Linked DNA regions of Gossypium hirsutum: region 1 is linked to region 2. A link is a contact called in public Hi-C data. All regions are on one chromosome and are shown on one strand. Each heading gives the region's core, a stretch centred on a gene start, on an enhancer-like site or on the middle of the called end of the contact. The rest is flanking DNA. Distances are from core to core; before and after follow the strand shown. Region 1 holds the start of LOC107959991 (fruit protein pKIWI502). Region 2 holds the start of LOC107959984 (E3 ubiquitin-protein ligase RHA2A).

The links. Hi-C and Micro-C count contacts between places; a contact is called where the count stands out from the background.
Region 1: a contact with region 2 is called in a Hi-C map of leaf, with 2.9 times the contacts expected there. The contact joins the promoter of LOC107959991 here to the promoter of LOC107959984 in region 2. A contact is called at or near these places in 3 of 34 Hi-C or Micro-C datasets (all in leaf).

The regions. Positions count from the first base shown.
Region 1 is chrA05:76,653,164-76,655,863 of Gossypium_hirsutum_v2.1, reverse strand. LOC107959991 (fruit protein pKIWI502) reads right to left here and starts at 1,304. Exons shown (of 5, transcript XM_016896185.2): 1 at 628-1,304. The coding sequence starts at 1,286.
Region 2 is chrA05:76,237,424-76,240,123 of Gossypium_hirsutum_v2.1, reverse strand. LOC107959984 (E3 ubiquitin-protein ligase RHA2A) reads left to right here and starts at 1,373. Exons shown (of 1, transcript XM_016896178.2): 1 at 1,373-2,570. The coding sequence starts at 1,711. The coding sequence ends at 2,202.

The sequences.
Region 1 (2,700 bases), core at 55-2,554, 420 kb before region 2:
TAACTATTAAATGCTTCAAAACACAGATGAAGTTGACAAACTAAAGAATCATGCCTTGATGACATAAAAAATTCTGATAACTGAAAGCTATAAAGATTAAAACAGCTGATTGTACACTAACAATGAGAAATCAAAAGAACAAATAATATGGGACACAAAGCCAAACAAAATATTGAGGCAAAATAGTTTCTAAGTGACGTAAAATTGGTCAATTCAGATATAGTAGTTCAAAAATCAGCCACTTATTCTATCCCTGAAGCGTCAAAAGGAATTTCCATAAGACCATGTACTGAACGAAGATATCCCAGAAAAAAGTGTAAATTTCTGAGATTCAGAGAGCATAAATCACAAGTTATCCCAGAAAAAGCCGACAGTCAATTATTTCACAGAGAATTCCCATACCAAAATTTTCCAATCCAAACCTTAAAAGCATCACCGGGATTCGCTCAAATATAATGCAAGAATAAGAACAAAAACTGGACTATAAAATCTTCCAACAAATTTTCACGTAATCCAGCAATTCCAATGTCAATAAATTCAAATTTTGTAAGAAATAAAGCATAATAATGGAATAAAGCTTTAACATTAAATTTAATTAATCTAAACAAAAAAAAAAAGAAACTTAACCTGATTCCTGACCCAGTAGCGAAAATCAAAACCGTTGGATAATCCTCGGGCGGATCGATCTTATCAATATTAAAGCCGTTTCCCATCGCTTGACTAAGCTCAACCACATCCCCCTTCTTTAACCCACACAAAAGCTCAGCCGTCGAACCCGCCACGCTATTCACCAAAAACTCGAACGCTCCGCTTGAGGCCGCCAGTGACGGCGGAGAAGCTATGGCCAGGAAAGAAGGTTTCTCTACATCAAGGAGCCGCAGCTGGAGGTACTGTCCCGGTAAGGTATGTGAGGCCGCGAGGTCCGGAGAGCTTGACACGTCGATGCTGATGTGGAAGAGGGACTCGGCGGCTGTCTCGATTGATGAGATCGGTGTTGGGGTCCAGACGGTGGTATCTTGCCGAACTGCGGCAAGTGTAGCGAATCGACGGCGAGGGCGGTAATGGCAGGGGGTTAAGGAGTGGAAGGGGAGTCGGCGCAGGATAGACATGGGGAGGGGAGGAGCGCTAAGGTGCGCATGTGGGAGAGAAGGTATAATGACGGTCATGGTCTCGGTGGTGACTTGTGAAAGAGAATAAAAGAAGGTTACGGTGGCGGGGAGTAGAGAGGGAGGCGGCGCCAAAGTTGGGCAGAAGCTGATGAGGTGGCGTTTCATAAAATGAGCCATGAGCCACTTTTGAGGCTCCACGTGGCATTTCGAGGGTGTGAAGCCCTAATTCTTAGAGATAAGTGGTGGGGCCCTTTTCATTTAGGGTTTTTTGGGTTTGTAAGATAGTTTCTCGTTTTTTCAAAATGTGTTGTGAAAAAAGTAATTATGAAAAGTGTTTTTAAAAAAATTAATTTAAAACTTAAGTGATTAATATTATTGTTAAAAAGTAGTTTTAAAAATTAAAATATTCACTTAGATATAATGTTTTAAAAAATATATTTATTTAAATAATATTTAAATTTGTTAATATTATAATATTTTAATAAAAATATAAAAAAGTAATTTATGATAATTCGTTATTAATATTTTAATATACAAAATATAAATTTTAAATATGTGTAAGAAATTAATACTAATTATTTTTAAAATTTATTTGAATATATAGAAATACAATCTTATAAATTTAAATATATAATTTTATATATTTGAAATAAATTTTAATAGAAAAATAATTACATTAATAAATTAGAGTATAAATAAGAGTTAAAGATGTTATTTTGACTCCAAATGTATTTTTGGAACAACAAAAGTTAGAAAAATGTGCTTTTGAAACTACTTTTGCTTTTGGATTCAAAAGTTTTTGAGCTTAAAATTTAAGGGTGAGCAAAATTTTATTTAATTAAAAAAATCGAAAAAATCTAAATTTTGTGTTAATCGAAACGTTATTCGAATTATTCGAGTCAACTGGAATAACTCAATTTGAGTTTCAAGTTCGAGTTGAATTGAATTTTACAATCCGAATAACTCGATTAATTTAAATAACAAATTGGTGTAAATGCCATTTTGGTCCCTATTAACTTTGAAAATAAGCAAATTGGTCTATCTCTAAAAAAATTACAAAAAAATTCAAAAAAATTTTAAAAATTTAAAATTTATATTTCTAAAAAATTATAAAATTATTAAAAAATTCTAACATATATATATAAAAATTTAAAATTTTAATTTTTTTCTAAAATAATAATTTGGGACTTAATTAATGATTCAAATCTGTCATACTCAAGCATCTCAATTTTTTTTTTGCTTTAAAAAAATTTCAAATATATATGATTTCAAAATTTATGTGCTCTAACATAGAGTTAGTTATATTGTAACAATATTTTCATTTGACATTTTAATTTTTTTTAATTTTACTCTAACAACTCCACTCGAATTTCATTTTACTCGACTAGATTCAAAAAAGTTTCAAATTAAGTTAGAATAATAATATAAGACTAGTGAACTCGATTAACTCGAAATTTTTTCACTCGATTCGATTGAACACTCATTCCTATGAAAAGATGTTTGTTTAGCATTTACTTATGGCTCCAAAAGCACATTTAGCCTCGAAAGCACTTTTAATATAATTTTGATCTAATATGTAATGTGAGACTTA
Region 2 (2,700 bases), core at 124-2,623:
TTTATGGTAAATGGTGCATTGCATGTGCTTCAGATCTCCCACTTATTTGGGTCACACTCCCACCAACATACATTTCTATGTCCATATTTGAGGACTACAATTATATATATATACACACGCTAATTAATCACTTGAAAATGTGTTCTTCTTATTTATATCACATATCCAATCTGAAATGCATAAGTTGCAATCAAAACAAAACTTAGCACTTCAAACAAAATTCATTTATGAACTATTTTACCTTATAAGTTACTTTATTTTAGAAATTGATGTAAATTAAATCTCATGTGATGATCTGATGGTCAACGGTATTCACTATCCTAAATATAGTCTAAGTTCGAGTCGTGCTAGTTACGTTAGTTGTTTGAATTTTACCTTATTATTATAATTCAAAAAAAAATATTCGAATTTTACTCTATTATTGTAATTAAAAAAAGAAGAAAATAAAAGTTAATTTTTTAATAACACCAATTTGATAATCTCAATATAACATATGGAGCTTACCACTACTTTGACCTATAATATTGTGTCATATAACATATTTTCATATCCAAATTAAATTTTAATTTTAATTTTACAAAATTATAATCATTTCAATTTTTCTGTTTTATTAAATTGAAATAAACGGAATTTAAGCAACCTAATAATTGCAGAGACAATTAAACTTAGATCATGGGTCGAGTAGGGTCAATGTCAAATTTTAGGTCTATTTTTTAAGTTTGGACTCGACTTGATTCAAAAAATGGGTCTAAAATTTTATCCAAACTTGGTCCAGATAAAAAATACTAAACTTGAGCCCAATTTGGCCTTACCGTATTAAAAGTTTTATATTGTTTTTATATAAAAATAAATTTAAAAAATATAATACATCAAATACACTAAAAATATTAAAATAAATATTTCCCAACAAATTTAAAATATATTAAAAAAGTATTGATACTTAATAACACTAATAGTTTCAACTTAACAAACAAATACCTCTAAAATTGTAACAAAATTAACAATAAAACAAGAGTTATATAATATCTAAATAATAACAACAAAATAGTAACAATATAATAGTAAAATGGTAACAAAAAAAAACTTTTAGGCAATTCGGGTTGAGTTTGGGCCAAAAAATCTTACTCGACATCTGACTTATTTTTGAGCCTATATTTTTACTCAAATCTTTTCACTTTTCAGACGGACCTTCAAGTTGAATGGGTGTCCCGACCCACGTTAATTCTAGAAACAATATAACTGCTAATCATAAAAAATATAAAAATAATAGAAGTTGGAGATAAAAAGTTAAAATTTATGTAACATAAATGGTTGGTTGAAAAATTAAAAGTTTGAGGTTATTGATATCTTAAGTTACATAAAGAATAAGAATAGGAATACAGAAATACACAACTTGTGATGTATACAACAAAGTTAGTATTAAAACATGGAAAAAGGAAATAAACAATTTCAACAAGCGGACCCCACCACACATGGCCTTAATCTCCCGTTCTTTAGCCTCTCCTCCCCTCTCCTCTTCTTTTCCCTACATCATCTCTTTCTTCTTTTCTTCTTTCTTATCGTTGTATGCTTCTATTTCCCTTATATAAAATCTAATCTCTTCCATTCCACCTTTCAACTTATAAATATATATACACGCACACATATTACATATTACTACTCTTTTTCTACAAATTCACTTCCACATTTTCTGAAACTTAAAAAAGAAAGATGGGATTACAAAGCCAGCTGAACGACGTGTCCTCAGATTCGATCCCGCTTCTTCTCGTAGCAATAATCGCTAACTGCGTCGGTTATCTCCGAAGACTCCTCTTTGCTTCCCTCCATTTGATTGGCCTTCTCCCTTGCCCAGACCAGCCCACTACCATCGACGATGTTGGAGTCCTTGGCTCCGGTCTCGCCAGTCTCATCGTACTCGCCGAGCAGCTCAACTTAAACAAGGCTTTCTCCTACAAATACTGTGGCGGCGGGGTAGGAAAGGGCTCTGATTGTGTTGTGTGCTTGTGCAGCCTAAGAGATGGGGAGCAGGTGAGGAAACTCGATTGCTGCCATGTATTTCATAAGGATTGCTTTGATGGTTGGCTTGATCAACTAAAATTTAACTGCCCGGTTTGTCGATCCCCTCTCAAAATCGATCAGCGCGTGGGTTTCACGCGGAGACGCGTCGGTCAAGATTTGCTTGCCTGGTTTTCTTTGGGTTAATTAGATTCCGACCAAGATTTTAGAATTTTAGTGTTTTTGCCCCCCTTTTCTCAGGTTCCGGCTGGATTGGGTATTATTTTGTTTTCAACTATTTGTTTTGAGGGGGTTGTCATTCAACTTTCTTTCTTACCACTATTTTTTCTTTTGCTTTTTAGAACCCTTTTTCTCCGTTGTAGGGTTTTTTTTTTCTTTAGAAATTTTTTTTGAAGAATTTTCTTTTTCACTGCTGTAAATAGTCTTTTTTTTATTTACTTTATGTATTTTTTTTAGTCCAATAAGAAAATAGTTATCTTTGTGTACAAATTGTCAAGACCAGATTGCTATTTATTTACATGAAGTAGTGAGGGTGAAGATGCTTTATGATTTTACTTTTATGGTAATCTTATTAGTTTATTATTAAGGTAAATAAAAAAAAGCATATTTTATGTGATATTGTTTGAAAAAAGAAAAATAAGAACCCAAGTTGTTTTAGATTTCAATATAATATTAAGAAAATAG